Linked DNA regions of Mus musculus: all the other regions are linked to region 4. A link is a contact called in public HiChIP or PLAC-seq and promoter capture Hi-C data. All regions are on one chromosome and are shown on one strand. The core of a region is the stretch at or near the end of the contact, and the rest is flanking DNA. Distances in the headings are between cores, read along the strand shown. Region 1 holds the start of Zdhhc18 (zinc finger, DHHC domain containing 18). Region 2 holds the start of Maco1 (macoilin 1). Region 3 holds the start of Ldlrap1 (low density lipoprotein receptor adaptor protein 1). Region 4 holds the start of Zfp593 (zinc finger protein 593).

The links. Promoter capture Hi-C pulls out the DNA fragments that hold promoters and counts their contacts. HiChIP or PLAC-seq counts read pairs in DNA pulled down with a chosen protein or histone mark.
Region 1: a contact with region 4 is called in a promoter capture Hi-C map of hippocampal neurons, with 3 times the contacts expected there. The contact joins the promoter of Zdhhc18 here to the promoter of Zfp593 in region 4. A contact is called at or near these places in 3 of 39 promoter capture datasets (hippocampal neurons, liver and pre-B cells).
Region 2: a contact with region 4 is called in a promoter capture Hi-C map of liver, with 3 times the contacts expected there. The contact joins the promoter of Maco1 here to the promoter of Zfp593 in region 4. A contact is called at or near these places in 2 of 39 promoter capture datasets (liver and pre-B cells), 2 of 484 Hi-C or Micro-C datasets (B cells and embryonic stem cells) and 2 of 115 datasets of contacts at active chromatin or transcription factors (bone marrow-derived macrophages and microglia).
Region 3: an H3K27ac HiChIP or PLAC-seq map of microglia shows a contact between it and region 4, with 7 times the contacts expected there. The contact joins the promoter of Ldlrap1 here to the promoter of Zfp593 in region 4. A contact is called at or near these places in 3 of 39 promoter capture datasets (embryonic stem cells, erythroid cells and liver), 1 of 484 Hi-C or Micro-C datasets (CD4 T cells) and 2 of 115 datasets of contacts at active chromatin or transcription factors (memory CD8 T cells and microglia).

Annotation. Positions count from the first base shown.
Region 1 is chr4:133,631,069-133,636,457 of GRCm38.p6, forward strand. Zdhhc18 (zinc finger, DHHC domain containing 18) reads right to left here and starts at 2,361. Exons shown (of 8, transcript NM_001017968.2): 1 at 2,011-2,361. The coding sequence starts at 2,321.
Region 2 is chr4:134,849,345-134,854,884 of GRCm38.p6, forward strand. Maco1 (macoilin 1) reads right to left here and starts at 4,001. Exons shown (of 11, transcript NM_025382.6): 1 at 3,694-4,001. The coding sequence starts at 3,773.
Region 3 is chr4:134,764,776-134,769,579 of GRCm38.p6, forward strand. It overlaps Ldlrap1 (low density lipoprotein receptor adaptor protein 1), which reads right to left and starts at 3,229. Exons shown (of 9, transcript NM_145554.2): 1 at 3,041-3,229. The coding sequence starts at 3,125.
Region 4 is chr4:134,242,736-134,247,915 of GRCm38.p6, forward strand. Zfp593 (zinc finger protein 593) reads right to left here and starts at 2,856. Exons shown (of 3, transcript NM_024215.2): 1 at 2,569-2,856; 2 at 2,290-2,352; 3 at 571-2,195. The coding sequence starts at 2,768. The coding sequence ends at 2,054. It overlaps E130218I03Rik (RIKEN cDNA E130218I03 gene), which reads left to right and starts at 1,028. Exons shown (of 5, transcript NR_040436.1): 1 at 1,028-1,087; 2 at 1,169-1,240; 3 at 1,500-1,678; 4 at 2,172-2,367; 5 at 2,688-3,138. Gm30191 (predicted gene, 30191) reads left to right here and starts at 4,213. Exons shown (of 4, transcript NM_001372229.1): 1 at 4,213-4,617. The coding sequence starts at 4,528.

The sequences.
Region 1 (5,389 bases), core at 1,111-3,610, 610 kb before region 4:
CAGAGCCGGGGCTCTAACTGAGAGGGAGAACCGGGAGCCAGAAGTCTGATGTCCAGGGGTTATGTCTGCTGTGTGGAATGGGAAGTGTGGTAGAAGCTGGGACGCCTGGTAGGGTGTGATGCAACTTCCCAGCCAACAGGGAAGCAAAACGATTCGCAGTAGGAAAGGTCCTCCCCCAAGAGCCAAGTACCTTCCCAGAGCAATGAGGAGTGAGCACTTCTTGCCAACCCTGTCCTCACTAAAGGTGTGTCCACCGAGCAACCCCAAAACACCCAGCAGGACTATAGGATGTCACCAAACCCTGTCCCCAAAGCTGCCACCCAAGTAACAAGAGGAGAGAAAAGTCAAGGTGATTGGCCTGTTCTCGCTAAGCGCAGGAATCCTTCCTTCCTGGCTCCGGGCAGCGCAGTACCACTAGGAAGATACCCAAGTCCAAAAGCAGTATAGAGCAGCCAGCACGCCTTCCTCCTGCCTGGGCCATAACCCTGGGTGTGAGCACCACAGAGAATGGCCTCAGGGCTCTGGAAAAAACATTTCCACAGCACCCAAGAAGCCATAGTCATAGCGAGGTGAAAACGAAACTTGGCCCGAGGTTCAGGCTGGGATCCCAGTGCTCCTCTGTGTAAACCACCCTGAACTTTTTTTTTTCTTTTTCCTGTCCTGATCCAGTGGAAGGGCAGAGCATTTTGGGGGAGGATGGAAAGGAAGGATGTCTTCACCTTGTAGTTACAGAGACATAATCCAGGTCCTGGAAAGTGATCTGAGAACTGGTCTTTCAGACAGCCTCATCATGACATGCGTGCCCCCCTCCCCCAACCCCGGGGAAGTAATAGCTGCCAACATCAAGTGCTAGAAGCTTGGACGAAAAAGAATAAATAAATAAATAATGAATATATCTGGAAAAAAAAAAGCTAAAGGCTTGCAAGCATGACCAATCTCAATAGAACCCTGTCGGGGGTGGGTACTATTAAAGTCCCCATTCTACAGGTGAGGGCACTGAGGTTTGGAAACGTAAAATGACTGCCTGCAGGCCACACAATTAGTGGGAGGTGGAGCTGGGACTGGAGCCAGAGATGGAGTTCTTAACCATAATGAATAATAAAAGAAACCAATAGGAAGAAGTAGGAGGGAAAGGTGGGACTCACCCCGGGTGCGTTCAAGTGGGGGTGTATGTGCCCTCAAGGAGTCACAGGGCAAGTGACTCCAGCTAGAGGCTGAGGGTGGGTGGAAACTTTGGATGCATGAGTGGCCCGAGAAAACTATAAGCAGCCACTCCTCCATCCTTCAGTCCTAAAACGGAGCTACAGTGTAGGCCAACCCTAGGTCACTGGGAAAAGGTCAGAAGCCCATAGGGGCAAATAAGACAGGCCGTGTGAAAGCACTCAGGTCTCTTTCCTGAAAAGGATCTTGATGCCGCCCGCTGTCCCGGTGGTGGACCGCCACCGAGGGATGCAGAGTGTCCGGAGGGGAAAGAGACAGGGCAGGGTGGGAGACACCTAGAGGACTAGGGAGCTAAGAGAGCGTCGGGAAGAAGCTTTGGAGAAACTAAGGAAAGTGCTGGAGAGAGAAGGGCCTGTCTGAGAGGCCCAGAGATGCTTTAGGGAGGACTGCCTCCGGGCCTAGGGTGACCATGACTGAGGGAAAGCGGGTGTGGGAGCCAGGACCCTGTAGAACCTTGGAGGGACTTGAGAGGACGCCTAGAAAAATTCATGGTAGGGTGTCCACAGCCAAAGGACACAAAAACTTACTTGTCTGAGGACAGGAATGAAAGACGCCTAGAAGGGTCAGAAAGAGCCTGGGATAGGCAAGAACCAGCCAGTGAGTGACCGCAGGTGGACCTGAGGGACCCGGCAAAAGCTGGTGACCCGGGCGGGGCACCCAAGGTCCGGGTGGCGAGAAGGGGTTCCGGGGTTCCGGGGCGGCGGGCGGAGGCCCGAGGGCTCACGGATGCGGGCGGGGAAGGAGCGGCGGCCGGGGACGCAGTGCCGGGGTGGGGGTGGGCGAACTCACTCGAAGACGAAGAAGAGGATGGTGGTGCTGAGGATGAGCAGCAGCGTGAGCGCGAAGACGCCGCCGTGGCCGGCCAGCATGAGCCGGCCTCCGCAGTAGAAGCGGTTGCGGCCCGGGAACACCTCCCACTTACGCCGGGGCCGGCGGCCCAGGCTCCCGCTGCCGCTGCCGCTGCCGCTCCAGCGCGGCGCGCCAGGCGCGGGCCCGGGGCTTGGAGCAGGGGGCGCGGCGGGGCCGGGGCGACGCGCCCCGGGGGAGGCGGGCGGCGGGGCGGCCCCGGGGCTTATCTGCTGGTACTCGCAGTCCTTCATGCGGCCGGCCGCGGGCCTCGGCTCCGCGCCCGGCCGCTCCGGGACCGGGCCGAGCAGCGGAGGTGGCGGCGGCGCGCGCGGCGCTGGCGGGCGGGCAGGCAGGCTCGCTCGGGTTGGCCTCTCCGCTGCCGCCCCGCCCCCGGCTCGCTCCGCAGCGCCTCCTGCGCCCAGCCCGGGCTCTGCAGATGCGGCCTCCAGGGCTCCCTCAGCTGCCGGTGCTCTCAGACCCTGCCTTAGGAGTCAGAGATTCAGGGGACAGCTCAGGCACTCCAGGCTCGCCCACCTCTGAGGGCAAGCTGGTAAGGGTGCTTTGAAAGTTCCGAGTGTCTAAAGGGGTGTGAGTGAAATATCCTTTAGTCTTTCCCTCCCTGCTGTCCTAGGTTCAACCCTGGGTTCTAGATAATCCCCAAATGGAGATCATGCCTAAGGGCCCCAAACTTTTTTCAGGTGGGTGTTTTCACAACAGACCTAACCAACCAGGAACTGGGGTGGGCTAACTCCTGGTGACTGAGACAAGTAGGGTTCAAGGACCTTCAGGCCAAGGTCCAAGGTGAATTTGCAACGAGCTGGGCTACAAGTGAGTCCCTGTTTCAGCTGAAAACACACACACACACGCGCACACTATATTTTCTAGGACTCAGGTCGGAAGTCCAGAAATATTTTAGCAAATTCTTTTACATGCATCACCCCCAAAGCTCATAGGGCTAAATCAGGCAGTCTTATCTGGAGCAAATGGGGTCCAGCCTCCTTGCAAACCATTCAAGTTGATGGTGGAACTTATTTCTCGTGATGTGACTGGAGGCCTGGGAGTTTTGCTGAAACTCCACCCAAAGTTACTAGAGCTCATTGCAGTGGCTCACCAGCGAGGTTTCTCTGAAGGACTTGTGCACTTCCTGAACCTGACAAGGAGAGTTTAGCATCCATTTGTGAAAACAGGGATTGCTAGCTGGCTATGGTGGCCCACGCCTTTACTCCCAGCACTTGGGAGGCAGAGGCAGGCGAATTTCTAAGTTCGAGGCCAGCCAGGTCTACAGAGTGAGTTCCAGAACAGCCAGGGCTACACAGAGAAACCCTGTCTCGAAAAACAAAACAAAAGAACAGGGATTGTTTTGCTTTTGGGATACTTGAGTATCCCACCCAGGACCTCACCAGCTGGGCAACCCCTGTCTCTAGCACTGAGCTGCTCCACCTGCCCTAAGACAGATCATTTGTGTTTGTGTGACTGAACGTGCACGTGGGGAGACCGAGAGGGCAGGCCTACGTATGCATGGAGGCCTGAAGAAGGTCTCAGATCCTTCAGAGCCGAAGTTCACTGTAAGATACCTAAATGGTTAGGTAGATGCTGGGGTCTGAACTGGGGCACCCATGATTGTTCGGCAAGTACTCTTAACCACTGTGATGGTTTGAATATGCTTGGCCCAGGTAATGAGAGCACAATTAAATGTTTTCCTCTATAAGAATTACCTTGGTCATGGTGTTTCTTCACAGTAATGGAAACCCTAAGACAGAAGTTGGTACTAGAAGTGGGGTATTGCTGTGATAGGCCTGACCATGCTTTTGTTTGGAGACATGTGGATCTTAGGACTTTGGAAAGCAGTGGAGTGCTTTCTGTGGGGTTTAATGGGCCACCCTCGTAGGGATACGGGAGACTTTGTTGCTGATGGTATTTGAACTCTGGAAGCCTGGCTCAGGAGGTTTCAGAGGAGAAGACTGCTAATGCGTGGCCTAGAGACTGTTTTTGTGGTATTTTGGTGAAGAATGTGGCTGCTTTTTTCCCTTGTCTGAAGAATCCGCCTGAGGCTAAAGTGAAGAAGACATTTAGATTAATTGCATTAGCAAAGGAAATCTCAAAACAGCCTGATATAAATTCTGTTGTGTGGTTACTAAGTTCACTCATGAGGACACTGTAGCTGTCTTCAGACACACCAGAAGAGGGCATCAGATCCCATTACAGATGTTTGTGAGCCACCATGTGGTTGCTGGGATTTGAACTCAGGACCTTTGGAAGAGCAGTCAGTGCTCTTAACCTCTGAGCCATCTCTCCAGCCCCCACGTTCACTTTTTTTTTTTAAATAAATATGGTGGCAGAGAGGTCTTTTTTTTAAAGATTTATTTATTTATTATAAATAAGTATACTGTAACTGTCCTCAGACACACCAGAAGAGGGCGTCAGATCTCATTATGGATGGTTGGGAGCCACCCTGTGGTTGCTGGGATTTGAACTGAGGACCTTCAGAAGAACAGTCAGTGCTCTTACCCACTGAGCCATCTCACCAGCCCATGTTCACTCTTTATGATAAGTGTTTTGATGAAAAGGAGCAAGCTTAAAAAGGAAAAATACAAAACCTATGGTTCGAGGAAGTGAAGTCAGGCTGAATCCTGAGTTCAAGGAGATAAACAGATCAAGGAAGTGGTGATGCGGGAACAAGACCCCACCCAGCTAAACTTACTGTTTATGCTTTTTTAAAAAAAAGATTTATTTACTATTTATTGTTATATGTAAGTACACTGTAGCTGTCTTCAGACACACTAGGAGAGGGCATCAGATCTCATCACAGATGGTTGTGAGCCACCATGTTGTTGCTGGGATTTGAACTCAGGACCTTGGAAAGAGTAGTCAGTGCTCTTAACCGCTGAGCCATCTCTCCAGCCCCCACTGTTTATGCTTTTGCAGTCGAACAAGGGATAGTTATATGTAGGCATTATTACCTGGTTATTTTCTCATTTGGATATGAGATATGATTTGTGTCAAGTAGACAAGGGGTGGTGAATTGTGACAGCTATTCCCAGTTGTCAACTTGACAACCTCTGAAATGAACTGCAATCCAGAAATGGAGGCCACACCTGTGATCCAGATCTTGAGGCTGGAAGGCACAGGCTTTTGATCCAGATCTTAAGAAACATTAGCCATGAGAAGCTTAGGCCCAGGCATGGTGCTACACATCTTTAATCCCAGCATTCAGGAGACAGAGCCATGTAGATCACTGAGTTTAAGATCAACCTACAGAACAAGTTCCAGGACAGCCAACCTTAGGCAGTGAAGGAGTTGGAAAACAGAAAACTGGTGA
Region 2 (5,540 bases), core at 2,751-5,250, 610 kb after region 4:
CTGCTCAGTGCTGCTTTAAAACAATGATTCTTGGGGCTGGAGAGATCCATGGCTCAGCGTTTAAGAGCACTGACTGCTCTTCTTAAGAGCAATGACTACTCTTCCGAAGGTCCTGAGTTCAAATCCCAGCAACCACATGGTGGCTCACAACATCCATAATGAGATCTGACACCCTCTTCTGGTGCTGTCTGAAGACAGCTACAGTGTACTTAGATATAATAATAAATAAATCTTTAAGCCGGGCAGTGGTGGTGCATGCCTTTATTCCCAGCACTTGGTAGGCAAAGGCAGGTAGATTTCTGAATTCAAGGCCAGCCTGGTCTACAGAGTGAGTTCCATGACAGCCAGGGCTATACAGAGAAACCCTGTCTCGAAAAAAAAAAACAAAAAAACAAACAAAAAACAATGGTTCTCAACCTTCCTAGTGCTCCGACCCTTTGGGGAGGGGGGAGGACTTTCCTCATTGTACCAAGAGCCGGCAGCCGGCGGTGACCCAGAAGCACTTCCCCAGGTCTGAGCAGAAGAACCCACCAGAATCCGGGACTCACTATATATATAGATATATATAGATATAGATATAGATAGTGTGTGTGTATATATAATGTATATGCATATCTGTATGTATGTATACACGTTATATATGTATATGCATATCTATGTAATATATGTATATATGTGTGTATATATATGTACATATATACAGCATTAATACAATACCTCAGATTAACACTCCCTAGCATCTTGGCCCTCAAACAGAATTCCAACAGAGCTATGATATTGACAATGAGAGATCTCCTCTGACAATCACCTCAGAAATAGCTGCCCATGATTAAAGCACCAGGATTTTTAGAGCAGTGGTTCTCAACTCGTGGGTTGCAACCCCTTTGGGGGTTAAATGACCCTTTCACAGGGGTGCCCTAAAACCATCAACATCAAAAAGCACAGGTATTTACATTATGATCCATAATTGTAGCAAAATTAGTTATGAAGTAACAACGAGAATAATTAATTTTACGGTTGGGGGTCACCACAACATGAGGGACTGTATTGAAGGGTCTCAGCTTAGGAAGGTTGAGATTCATTGCTTTAAAGCAGCACTGAGCAGCAAGTGGTCCCGTGTTATTATTAGTCAACTTTGGCTTTTGATTGGGTCAAATCTAATGGCCTTTCATGCCTCCTTAAAGAATAGGCTATAATAGCAATAATATGGTAAAAAAAATGTCTGAATAAAGCATTGGAATTTATAAGGAGTTCCACAACAAACTGTGTTTGTATATGCACATGTATATTTATATATCTTCAAAGGTCATTTAACGGGTGGGAGAAGTGAGCTTCAAAGTAGTGGATGTTCTACTCGTCCAAAGCATCAGGGCTGGGACTTTGAGTCTGGCCCAGGTCTCTGGTAGGCTGCAGTCCAGTGCTTTTCATCTTAGCAGCTCCCTCACACATGCCAAGGCACAAGAGAAGCGTGAACACAGTACGCCATGGAAGGTTAGGCTATGAAACAGAAGACTAGACAGTGGATATCAAAATTGTCAACACAGCCCTTGGGAAGAGGGCTCCTTTTTAATGAGATGAAATTGGCCAGATGTTCAGAAACAAAACAGGCAATAGATGGCATGAAACAGAATTGAATACAGACTTTAATTTGATGATCAACAGACATTTGATATCCATGAATCCTCAAATGTCCTAATTTATAACTAGCCCACTCATTCCATTTTCTTAACAAATATTGGAAGTTTTCCAACACAGTCCTTAAAAACGGAAAGGGGATAAAACACCGTATGATTTTCCCATTGCGGTACTCCATAACACAAAGAAACAGAGATGGGAACTGAAATACTCTGCCTCAAACAAAAAAGACAGGTAGACATATATTTATGTTCCTTTACTGACATTTAACAAAGAAAGCCCAACAGAGCTGAGAGCAGACAGAGCTGAAGCACCAATTAGGTTTTTGAAGTTTTACACATGAAACTGAATGATGGACGTAGTGTTTTTACTATTAACCTTTAGGGTAAGGAAATTCAAAGGCTAAGTAAGGCCCATTAGTATAACAATAGATCTTCATTAAAAGAGGAACTCCATGTCAACTGCTCCGCTGCTGAGTTACAAGTCATAAACCAGGTGTTTGTTTAAATAGGAAAAAAGCTAAAATACACCAGAAATCAGGCAAACAACACAGCTGTTTCCAATCTTGTCATGAGGGGGCTCATCTTCTGTGACTGTGAATAGAAATTCAAATACCACAGGGTCCTAACCTGCCAACTTTAACACACTTTTTCTATTTTCTATTCTTGCGCTGCTATTAATGGGAAGTTCTTCTAATGTTTTCAATGGCTAAGGAAAAAAGCCTTCCTTCATTCAAGAATTTATAGTACGCAGGCTTGCCTCCACCCATTCAATCTGCCAGAAAATTTTGGGTTTGCTTTTTCAGTTTTACTTATTGTCACATCTGATTCAACAACCATGTTCATCGGTTTTGCTAACAGCTGTGTCCTGACTGACTCCAACACTGTTGAGCAAATAGTATTCACGTTTGTTGAATGAATGGATGCGATCCGTGGCTCCTTACGTATCATCTAGCCTAGGATTTTGACTTCTTACTCCTTTTAAACTTGAAGAATCCCCCTTCATGGTTAGGTAAGTCACCTGCCTGTGGAGGGCAGCCACTTCACACGTGTAAACAACCGCATGTGTAAGGTGTACAGCTATGCTACAACTTGGATGTCATCAGCTACCGCCTGTATTTTTCTCCAAGATTCACAGCAAGACCTAAACCGTAAGGCGCCAAGAGGACTCAAGTAAAGCCTTCAACCGCATGCTGAGCACTCTCTGTCGTAAACTAATTACTTCGCCTCGGAAATAGGCATTTCCAGAAAATAACCTCCGCACACAAATTGGGCTTGGGGAAGCTGTGACAGTCACCGAAATGCCCCATGAACCTGTTGTCCTTCTGTCCAGGAGAAGTGGATTCAATTTCTATTTAAAGGGACACCACTTTCCTTCATGAACAGAGGATTTAAAAAAAAAAAAAAAATCCCCAAACCTGAGTTGGGCGAGAATCCCTGCAAAATATCTGCTTGCAATTGTCAGAATGTTTGCTGAGGAACTGAGAAAAGCCGCGGTCTGGAGCGGTGTCACCGGCACGATCTGGGGGTATCAGCCTTGGGCGCTCCGAGCCAAGGTGGGGACCCCGTGAGGCAGCAGAGCGCAGAAGAGTAGCCGGCGTGGCCCCGCCCCGAGCCCGAGGGTCCCGCGCCCCTGGCAGCTCCTAACTTTGGCGGCTCGCTCGCCCGGCCGCACGCGTCCACGAGCCTCGGGCAGCCAACCCCCGAGCCCAGCGTGACCCGGGCTCGGTAGGGGACCGAGCGCACAGCCTGCTGGGGACCCCCGGGCTTCTGGGCTCCGGGCCGCGGGGGTGCCGCCCCTCCCCCCGACACACCACCGCCAACGGCGGCCCCGTGGCTCCCGCCCGCGCCCGCCGCGCCCTCCGCCTGGCCCTCGCCACACCCCGTGGCCCGGGGCGGACCCTCGGCTGGCTGGCTGGCCCGGCGCTCCGCGGGCGGCGCGCCTCAGGAGAGCCCCCGGCGCGGGCATGCGGCCTAGTCGGGGGGTTACATAACGGGGCCGGGCCCCTTCCGAGCGGCGCCCGGGACCCGCTGGCCCACGCCCGGCACCGCCGCTCACCTGCCGTAGATACCCTCGGTGATCCGGTTCCGCTTCAGGGGGCGGCGGAGCTTACTGCAGTCGGCGTTCCGCCGCTTCATCCTCCCGCTGGGGGGCCGGTGCCCGAGCCGCGCCGCCGCCGCCGCCTCTCACCTCAGCCGCCGTCGCCCGCCCGCCCCGCGTCGGGCCTGAATCCTACCCCTGCGGCCGGTCACACAGACATGGAGCCAGCACCGGGGGGGAGGGGGCCAGGAGGGGGGCGCCGAGCCTCCTCCGCCTTCGGAAACAAAGAAATGACAATTCCGGGGCCCGCCCGCCCCGCACCAGCCAGCCGCCCGCCCCGCCTCCTTTGCCGCGACGGACGGCCCGCATAGCCAATCGAAGGCGCCGCCGCGCCGCGCACGGCCAATCCCGGTGCCCGCTGAGGCAACACGGACCCTTAAGCCCGCCTTTTTGAAGGACAGAAGGACACACCAATCAGGATAAGGCCTAGACGCGTGGCCGGGCCTATCAGAAAAGAGTTAAATAGAGGCTTATAAATAGGCCCTATAAATATAACATCCTATATTATGCCTTGTTGCGAAGGTACGCTTCGCGGTTATTGGGCTGCGTCTCGCCGTGGGGAGGCCCACGTCGGCGTACACCGTGTGGCGCGGCGCCGCGGGCTCCCGCCTGGCGTGTGAGAACCGAACGGCGTGGTGCGCTGCGTGTGGGGACCTTGCGCTGACATGTGCTTCAGTCAGCCGCGTCCTTATGTAAGAGGGCGTCCCGGGAGCGCCGCCGCGGCCCCTTCTGCGGGCAGCCGAGCACGCAGCCATACCGGCCGCGTCAGCCGGGCCACGAATGACAAAGCAAACCACACACACATACACACACACTCACACACACCCTGCCAGCTTCCCGCGACGTGGTGACAGCGCGCCGACCAATCGGAGGTGGTGGGGCGGGGCCTGTGCGGGTCCGCCCCTGGTTCGCGTCACCAGAGAGGGGCGGCCCCTCGGGTGCGCGCGACGCCGCGCGGGGCTGCCGGGGGCGTGTGCGGCGGCGTGGCCGGGCTCCACGTCCGCAGGTTTGCGCAGGCTGAGGGTTCCGCGGGCTCCTCCCCGGCCTCAGAGGCTGCGTGAGGCGGTCGTTTGCTCTTTCCGCCCACTAGCTCTGTAGCTTACCGGTGAGGGCGGAACGGCAAAAAGACAAGTGAGATGCTCAGCGGGGAAACGCGTTTGCTGCCAAGTCTGAGGACCGAGTTCGAACCCGGGAATCCACGTGGTGGGCGGATAGAAGGAACTCCTACAAGTTGCCGCCTGACCTCCCACACGCACGCCCACACAAACACAGTTCCTAAATAAGTTTGGTTTTGGTTTTTAAGCGGCAAAGACTACCGGGCGTTGTTGGTGGCGCACCACTTTGATCCCAGCACTGCAGAGGCATGTGGATCGCTGAGCTCGAGGCCAGCTTGGTCTACGAAGTGAAGACCGCCAAGGCTGTAACATGTACCAACAATTTATATAAACAAACAAATAATAAATAAATAAATAAATAAATAAATAGCAAAACCGGGGAAGTGTGGGAAAGTAGCCATAGGAAGCAAATCACTGGTGGCTCCTGACTACTGGCAGAAGCATTTTAGTGTATGTCTTACACAATTTTCTTGCTTAGTTGTTATTATTTCTATAAAATAGAATCGAGCACATAGTAGACATTTGGTTTCATATCAGAGTCTTCGTTTTACGTGTTGTTACAACCTTTTATAAAGATTTCTTTAAGAGGTTGCAGAATGCCCTAGCAAGTGGCATTGCCACCTCACCCCCTCAGTAACTAGAGTCCCCAGTCATCTAGCACACTTTTACTTTTTTATATGTCCAGTAACT
Region 3 (4,804 bases), core at 1,979-4,478, 520 kb after region 4:
TTTTTGAGACAAGGTATCTCTGTTGTGTGGCTCTGGCTGTCCTGCAGCTGGCTTAGAGACCAGGCTTTACTGAAACTCAGAGATTCACCTGCCTCTGCCTCTGCCTCCCCGGTGCTGGGATTAAAGGATTATGCCCAAGGGTATTTACATGCCTACAGGTAAATAAGAGTAGCTCCCCACCTACCATCACTTTACTGAACCAGGTACTTTGTATTTATCTTTTGGGGGTTGTCTCTGACAGCCTAGCACAACCCACAAAGGAATGAGGGTCACAGTGACCCCCAGGACCTTTAGGAAGAATATCGCTGAGCTGGGAAAAATTCTTGGCAAGGAGCTGAGATGCGATCTTTTGGCCAGTGGGGGTGGTGGCACACTCCTTTGTTCTCAGATCTCTGGAGGCAGAGGCAGGGAGATCCCAGAGTTTGAGGCCAGCCTGGCCTACAGAGTGAGTTCCAGGGCAGCCAGGGCTACATTGGGAAACCCTGTCTCATAAGGGGAAGTGGCCATGAGAAAGAAGAGTCCTCTTCCTAGGTGAGTGGGAAGCCAGCAGGTCGGTGCTTGGCAGCTCCAGCCAGGGTTCTCTTTCTCAGCAGGGGCTGATTCTACCCAGAATCCCTCATCTTTGCTTTGTCCTCTGAGCTTTTGTTTTGTTTTGTTTTGTTTTGTTTTTAATACTCATTATGTCTATGGAGAAGAGTCCCCGTGCATGTGTGGAGGTCACAATTCCTGGGAATCGGTTTTCTCCTTCCTCCAAATGGAGCCCAGGACTAGAACTCAGGTCCTCCCGCCTGAGAACAAGTCCCTTTTCCCATCTAACAGGCTCTGGCCTTTGATCTTAAACGCTAGACCCAAGGGCTGGATAGGTCCCAACCTCTCATGCTGGCCACACCCAAGGCTTTCCTGTCTAACCTGGTCCTGGGGGCCAGCTAGCCAAACCTGGGGTGGAGCTGCCCCCCAACAGCCAGAAAACCCAAGGAATAAGGCTAAGATCCCTGGGCTGGGGAAGCTCTGCCTCAGGCCATGCTCTAGGCCTAGAGTTAGGACTTCATTTCCCGGTCCTATCTCTAAAATGGGTCTGAAGATAAGAATCCCAAGCTTTGTCACCTCCCAGGAGCCAATGAGCTCACAGAAGTCAAATACCAGAGACAGAAGCAGGGGCATGCATTCACTGAGACCACCTCTAGGCAAGTAAGACAAGCACAGACACTCCCACAAAAGTTCCAGACCAAGCAATACTCTTCCCGGCAAAGGAATATTGCGAACTTGACACTTAACCAAAGATAGGCCAGGTTTCTGAGGAGCTCATTGTGAGCACAGAGCTTTGGGAGGAGCAGGGAGAGAGGAGAGCGCTGCATCCCTCCAGGGTACAGACAGGCTGAGGCCCCCATCTCAGAACTGGCCAACCTGATAAGAATCAGGTTGAATCCAGAGGACATGGACATAACTATATGGCGGTGCACACCTTTAATCCCAGCACTGGGGGATCAGAGGCTCAAAGCACACCTGGTCTACACAGCAAGTCCTAGGCCAGCCTAGACAACAAGAGACCTCATCACCAACCTGTAAAATAGACTAGCAACATCTTAACTGACACCTATCCCTGACCAGCCTCATTTAAACTCACTATCTGACACCTCATGACTGTGAACTTCTGATTTGTAGGCTTCCAACTCCCTAGTTCTGGGAGTACAGACACGAACCGCTACACCTGATTTGTTTAGTGCCGATACTGGAACCAAGAACTTAAAGTACCACGGGCTTCCTGCAAGCTAAGGCAAGCATCCTACCAAACACAACACACACATCCCCAGCCCCGCAGGAATTTTATCCCTATTTTCCAGGATAGGAAACAGAATCACTAAGAACAAGTGATCGGCCTTAAGGCTGGAGCTGGAAGGGAAACTTCTCACCATCCAAAATGTACCCTGATGCCCTAGATTCATCCCCTGCTTCCTGGCTCCCTCCCCTTCAGACCTCTTCCCCACCCACCCTTCTCTCTCTTGTCCCAGTAGAAAAACCACAGGGTTCGTCCACTGGAAGAGAAGGTCACACTCAGAAGCCCTGGTCACATCCCACGAATTTTTGAAGGGCTATTTTGGTAGTTAAGTGTGGAAGTCAGTACATGCCCTGCCCAAGGGGCCTCTGACCCCACCCCCGCCAGTAGGCACCAGCACGCGTTCCCGATGCCAGTCAGGGCTAGGAGGAGCCCACAACTGGAACACCACAGTGGGAATGAGGAGGGGCAGGGCGGGCTCCCGAGGCCCAGACACGCTGGCGCTCCAGGGACTAGGAAACTCGGGCTCCCCTGGTGGAGCCCGGCAAGGGAAGGTGCTGACGAGAAGCTGGGGGCGGGGAGGGGGTACTGTTAGTGGGAGAGGTGGGGGGCCCCAGGTAGGTGGCAGGTGAGGGTGTGCCGCGAGCCCGGGTACTTTGGCTTCACATCAGAAAGGGAAGGCCTGGGTGATCATCCCACGCGAATGAAAAGGGAGGAGGGACCTAAGCTAGGTTTCTCAGGCCTCGGGGGAGGGTGCCAGGTGACGGCTCTCCGAAAGTAACCCGAGAGGTGGCTGGGGGAGGCTCCTCTCCACCCTTCCAGACTCCCGGGAGAAATGGCAGCGAGTCTGAGTCTGCCTTTTGCCTAGGTGCCCAGGGACTCGGACCAGCCCCCAAGGAAAAGTACGGAGGAAAACAGGGTTTGTAAATAGCCTGGGCTCCAGCCTCGCCACCTGGACGCGTCCAGAGGGGAGGAAGCGGGACCCTGAATGGCACCCGGGCTGGGATCGCCCCTCGAGGCAGGGACCTGCGAAACTCCAGCGTCCAGAGGGGACCCTGTAGGTTGTGCTGGAGTGGGTAGAGAGGCTCTAGACGTCCCCTTCGCGCCACACCTGGGGACCCCGAGTTAAGCCTGATCCCTGTCGACCTGCCCCAGACGTGCAGCCGGACATGACCCCCGGCCCCGCCGCGCGGGGCGGGACGAAGCCACCCAGTCCACCTTGGCCCGGAGCTCGGCGGAGGCCCGACCCGGGGCGCATACACTCACTGCGGTGCCGGCCGCCCGCCCAGCTCTGCTTGGCCAGACTGGGGCTCCGGATTAGCGCGCGCCCCGCCGACTTGAGCGCGTCCATGGCCCGCTCCGGTTGTCGCCGCCGCCACTGACGCCGCTACCGCCGCCAAAACTCCTCCAGGAAAACTTTCCGCCGGGCCAGGCGGCGCGCGCCCGCTGCGCTCCTCCCCCGCCCTCCCCGCGACGTCTAGGGGCGGGGCCGGAGGGGCTACGCCCACCGCCACGCCCCTAGAGCGCAACCCCGCCCTTCCCGGACCTGGACCGGCTCCGAGGCTGCACGCGCGGTGTTCCTAAACTCAGAACCCACCAAGGCTCCCAGCCCAGCGCCTTTCCCCGTTCTCTAGCTACGGGATCCCATGGCCTTCTAGATAGCTCAGCTAAAAGGCACCTGGATACCGTTTCACCGATGGGAAGAGTGAAAGGTAGAACGATAAGGGTCTTGTTCAAAAATAAGAGAAAGAAAAAAACGATAGATGGGAAGGAGAGGGTCGAGTGGATAAAGGCACTTGCCGCCAAGCTTGACAATGATCCCGGAGACAACACGGTAGAAGAAGAGAATCAACTCCTGCAAATTGTCCTCTGACCTCCTGGCGCTAACAGTGGCACCTCCCCCATTGCTTACATACACAAAATAAATGTAAATAATTAAATAAATATGAGTGAGGGGCGCACCAAAGCAATGGGAGTCTTTGAACGAGGGAATGAAGGCCGCGAATTTTGCTGGGAAGGATCGGGAGTGTATTGGTAGATGCCCTTAGCAGCTTTCTTAGCTGTCCTCTGCCCCCACAGTCTCAGGGACATTGCAACCTTAGACGCAGACTCAGGCATGCTGTGTGACCCAGGCTGTCCTTCCCTGCTCTGAGTCATGATATCTGTCAAATGAAGCGTGATCCTATCTGTAGTGCACCCACCGGCCTGTCTGGGCAGGCCCTCGGTGTGTAGCCTTGCTCTAGCCTGTTTCCAAGGCAGCACCTGCTCCAGCCCCAGGAAGCTGGTAATTTAACTCTAGAGCCAGGAGCGATGGCTCAGACCGGTAATCATAGCGCTCATGGAGCTGAAGCAGGAGGATTCCTGCAAGTTCCAAGGCATCCTGGGGTATAGAGTGAAACTTTGTCTCAGAAAACCCAAATAACAAAGAATTCTAACTATTAAAAAAAAACCAAGAAAACAAAACAAAAAACCAAAAAACCCGCTAACCCTTGGTTCAGACTGTGCCCAAAGGAGTCTGGCGTTCACTACCTGGCTTCCAGAAGCTGGGCTTCAGCAGCGCAGCTGTGACCTCTGGCTAGTTTCAGAAGCCAGCAGATCTCTTCTGGCTGGGAGACACACATGCTGTGTGCTCTAGCTGCCCAAGGAGGCCTGGCTCACATTCCACTCTTTCTAAACCTCCTGTCTGTTCCAAGTGCTCCGCCTGAGTGGACAGTACAGCCAGCCATAGCCTCCTTTACAGCAGGAGACACGACATACCTGTGGTTCCCCAAGAGTCAGAGAGTGATGCCTCAGTGGGAATCCTAGTGGGGGGCATGGTCTGGCCATTATAAGTTTCAGCTGTAAAGGAGGCAAGAAGACCTTTCCCATGGAGCTGTCCTGTGTGACTGGAGTTAGAGGCGATAACTCCTGCCCCTGCCCTCAAAAATCCACCCACCTTCTCCAGGAAGCTCTCCTGGACCACTGTCTCTGGGTTAGATTTCTCCCCATGGGCTCCCATTGCTTTAAACTTGGAACATTATAATGCTGTCC
Region 4 (5,180 bases), core at 1,606-4,105:
GGTTTTTGTTTGTTTGTTTGTTTTGTTTTTTGGTGGTTCTGGGGATCTTTTGCAGAGCCTGCAAAGGACAGACAGACTTTCTATCACTGAACTAGAGCCCTCCCCATCACTGCACTGGAGCGTTCTTATTCTCTATTTAGATATTCCACATACTATTCTGAAAACTGTCCTTCCCCCCACCCCTTCATTTTCACAGAGAACAAAAAGCTAGGCATGCTGGCCTATACCTTTAATCTCAGCACTTTTTGTTTTTTGGATTTTGTTTTGTTTTTTCAAGACAGGGTTTCTCTGTGTAGCCCTGGCTGTCCTGGAACTCACTCTGTAGACCAGGCTGGTCTTAGACTCATAAATCCGCCTGCCTCTGCCTCCCGAGTGCTGGGATTAAAGGCGTGCGCCACCACTGCCCGGCAATCTCAGCACTCTTGAGGCAGAGGCAGGTGGATCTCTGTTGAGTTCAAGACCAGCCTGATCTACATAGCGAGTTTCAGGACAGCCAGGAGGCTATGTAGAAAAATCCTGTCTCAAAAAAAGAAAAAGCAAGAGATAACAAAATACATGCACACTGATAAATGTAGTTAAAATTTTTTAACATAACATTATAGACAGCTTAATGGCACAAGCAAACCTTTGTCACCCTCAAGCCCACAAAAGATGTTCTTGTGAGAACTCCATCTTTGGTTGGGGGGTGGAGATGAAGTGTACCCTCCCACCAAGGTAGTTGAATTTACAGAACCTCAATGGTCAAGTGGCTAACAGGTTGTATGGCCTCTTTTGCTGAATGCTCACATCCAGTTCAGACCAGGGCCGAGGGAGGCTGCCTAGTACCTGATGGATGCGGGGACTCCTGGGCACTGTCAGCCAAGACTTGGCCTACATGCCTGGCCTGGCCTCTCTGGTAAATGGGGGAGGAGCTGATATTCAGGCCTGATGCTGATCCCTCCTGACAGCTGCTCCTAAGGCTGGCAAGGCAGCAGCAGGCAGGGGGGGAGGGACCAGATTTAAAGATCCAGCCGCCCTGCCCCCTGCCAGACTTGGGTAAGCCGGCATCGGTGAGCATCCTCTGAGCATACAGTGCCCAGGCAAATAGGTCAGGGACCCCTATGCTCTGGTGTCCACTTCTTGGCACCCTGGGCGACACCCAGTCTTCATTTCTGTTCCCATTTCACAGGCCAACAGGGAGGACAGTGCCCCCACTATGAGATTTCGACGCCTGACTCCTGGCTACTTCCGGGTGCTACAGGTAAGGAAATCTACCTACCTCTTCCTCCCAACTTCCCCCAACGACACGTCTGATACCCCCAACAGTCAGGCTGTCACGTTCCCTGCTGCCTGACTAGCCGGGACCCAGATGGGCAGTGAGGCGAGAAGGATTGGGGTGGAATCTCCCTGGGGCAGAAATGGCGCCTGCATCTTCTTTACCCAGCTGCGCCATCTTATACCCTTCTTCCTGCCTAGAAGCCTCAGTTGACCCTTCACGTGCACCCTCTGTGCTCTCCCAGATGCAGGTGGCTGGGGAGCTGAAGGCAGAGCCCCGGAGTCCCCTGGTTGGGATTGTGGCTACATTGTTGGCTGTCCTCGGGTTAGGTGGCTCCTGCTATGCAGTATGGAAGATGGTGAAGCAGCGGCAACCATCACAGGCCCCGTGATGAGGCGGGTAGCCTCTCGCCCAGGCTTGGAGGTAGGCGATTCAGGGGAGGGGGCTGCAATATCCGAATCCCACTTTTTTCCCCTTGGGGATTAGTCTCAGCCATCGCTAGATCCTACTCCCAAGTTTTACGCTGTACCTAGCCAGACTCCAGCCTAGATCCAAAGAAGCAGGGGGAGGATACCCGTTCCAAAGCTGGACCTAGTAGGGAGTAGACATCTTGGCCCAGAAACCCCTGGTAAGGGAAGTTAGTATCGGAGGTGTGCCCTCTTGTCCAGGTCCTTTATTTTGGGCAGAACACCCGGAAGAGAGCATCTCCGCAAACCGGAAATCCAAAATACACACTCTCAGCTTGGCTGATGAACCACTGCCCATGGGCAGTTCCTCTGCCCTGCATCCTTAGGCCACTCAGGTGGACGTGTCCATCTCAGGGATATCAGTGGACACTTCTGTGGGCACGCCCAGCCGCTGGGGTTGAACATACGAGCCCATGCCCGCTGCCCTCTCAGCTTCTTCCTGACTGTAGGGTTCGACACTCAGCTGCTTCAGCCTGGGAAAAAGAAGAGTTGGAGATCGGAGCTCACCGAGTGCAAACCCTTCCTGCATGGCACCCATCCGCCAGTCCTCTACTGACCCCTCCATACCTTTTCTTGTGGTCTTTGGATCGGAAATGGGTCTTCAGGTTGGCTGAATCGATGAAGTACCTCCTGCAGGAATGTAGGGTGAGGGAAAGAGTGAAGGGGTGAGGTCTCTCACACCTCCCTGGCCCTAGCTCGTTCCCAGACATCGGATTCTGAACCCGAAGTGATAAGTGGCGGGTTGACCCAGGGATCCCAAGACAGAACCTTCTAGCGGCTCGCGGCCCGGACCTCGCTGCCCCTAGCTAGTACCTCAGACCCTGCTCCTCCCCAGGCTGGACTCACGCGCAAGCCAGACAGCGATGCAGGCCGCCCCCTGGCAGGTCCGGGTCGGGCTCCGCGTCCGGCTCCGGCTTGGGCCGCGGGAGCCCCTGCGGCCTCAGCTCGCGATGAATCTCATCCAGGTCCGGCCGCCGCTTCTTGGCCTTCATCTGGCGGGCTAAGGAATGTGCTCGGTGCGCGCCGGTCCGCCGAGAGCGACCCATGATCAGAGAGACACCCACACACAAGACCAAGAAACAGGGAGTAGGGAAAAGACCCACACGTGTTGGCGCTTCCGGGCCGCCCAGTGACGTCACGAGAGGCCCGCCCGGGGGCGGAGCAGGATTGGACAGACTGCCTCTGATGACGTCACGGTCGGGTTGGCCGTTTGAGCGCCCCCAGATGGTCGTCGATGATAGTGACTGGGCTCTCGCGGGGCGTGAGCGGGCTTGAGGGGAGCCGGTCCCACTATTCTGCCCGCCCCATCCTCACTTGCCGGTTTCCACACCCCGAATTTCAGTGGTAGGGGATGCTTTTAACGTCTCTGGAAGCACTGTTGCTTGTGCCATGAATAAATTACTTCATAAATGAGAATTAGTGTGGAATCATGGATGGGTCACCCAGAGATACCCCTAGGTTCTAACAAAGAGCCTTGTTCTCCTCACCTACCCCCCACTGGCGTTTCATTTTACATCTCTCCTCTGTTCTCCCTCCCCCACTCTCAAGCAAATTCCTGGGGCAAAAAGCAGAAAATTGTTTCACAAAGAATCTACCACCTAAGGGGTCTGTCCTTGAAGAGTGCTCAGCTCTTTTTACAAAAAGAGCTTTTTGTCTGTTGTTGGTTGGTTGGTTGGCTGCTTGCTTGCTTGGTTCTTCAGAACTGGGGTTGGTGTCCAGGGCTTCATATAATCCAGGCAGGCAGTCTAACAGAGGAGTTTGGGGTGGGGCACCACATCACTAGCCCAAGAGGAAATGTCCCTAGAAGAAGCCCCCCACCTTTGCTTTCTTTCTTTATGCCCAGGGAGGGCTGGCAGGAAAGGGGGAAATGACCAAGAAATGGTGCCTCTGCTCATCTTGGCCTGGTGCCTCTCAGGCTGGCCAGAGCCAGCTCCACTATATGGGGGCAGAGGACCTCAGCAATAATTAAGCATTCTGGCTCTTTGGAACCAGTTGCCAGGAAACAGGGAGTGAGGCACGTGCATCCCTGGGGAGAACAGGTTTCTAGGCCAGACCCGAAGTGAAATGGAAGCCCAGCGTGCTGACTGGAGGTCTGGGATCTTCCAACTCCAACTTATGAGGACTGGGTAGACACAGGGTGGGACCCTGATGAGGACCCAGCTAGAATGGCAGCGATCACAGGATGCATAGGTATGGCTCCTGGACTCAAGACTCCACTCAAGTGGAAAACTTTTTCTACAGCTATTGAGCCGCCATCAGTATTCCCGACTGCAGGCAGAAAAATGGACTCTCCAAAAAGCTGACTTTATTAACTTTGGCCAATTTGGGTCAAGACTTGGGGCTGAAATGGCACAAGCCTGCCCCAACCTCAGAATCCGTGGGATCAAGTTTACCTGCCTGGCACTGTGCCAGCTGGGGAGACTGGTGCATCTTTCATGAAGTCACCGGATCCCGGGGACAGGCTCTTGGTTCTTCCAAGTTTCTGGGACCAGAGCCACTGGTGCCCACTGAGCTACCAGCCTTCTGTGCCTGAGTGCCAGGACCCTTTTCCCCTGCAGCCATGAACCAAGCCTTCTGGAAAACTTACAAGTCCAAAGTGCTACAGACGCTGAGTGGAGAATCTGAAGAGAACTTGGCAGAGGAGGTGGGTACTGTCCTTATTTTCTAGGCCAGACAGACAGCCAGCCAAGGTAGGGAGCACAGAGAGCATTAAATAGTCTGGGGAAGAAGACAATTGTAGGTGGGCTTCCAAACAGCACAGCGCAGCGACAGAGATGTTCAAGAAAATGAAGGAGAGCTAGGGCCATGAGAGAAGCAGTCGCTGACTCCAAGGATCTCAGGAGCTGCCATACGAAAAAGATCGTTCCAACGCCAATATCGGCAGTAGACACAAAAGTACGTTACACTTTATACAGCTTTCTAGTGGACAAAGTTAAGCAAAAGTGGGATCCCTTGCCTGCAGAGTAGTGAGCTCCTGTTTATGGCAGTAGGGAGTGGCTCTCACCCTCTGCGGACCACAGTAGCAGCATCTGATGAAAGCCATACTTAGGCCGTACTTGGTTGTGAGAGAGAAGGCAAAAAGGACTTTGAAACTAAGACCGTTTATGTCTAGTAGTTGTGATAAATGGCAGTTACACAAATAGATGCGGCAGGGGGCAGGGACAAGCCCGGCGAGGGGGTGGATAAGCCTATGATTGGACAGGTGCGTGTCCAAGACTGGCTTCCTGTGGATGTGTCGGCAAGAGAATGCTACAATTAGTGTCTCTGTGGACAGTCCGGTGCAGATGTGAACTGGATTTAGTGAGTTTCCATACATGTGCGTTTTGAGCAGAATTCTGTACCTGCGTGCTTTCATGTGGGCATTTCCGGGGGCTACGTTTGGTTGGTAGAGAAATTTGGAGGGCTGTGCCTAGGTCTCTGTTTAGCCAGCTTCCTGCAGGAGAGGACACAGGAATGAA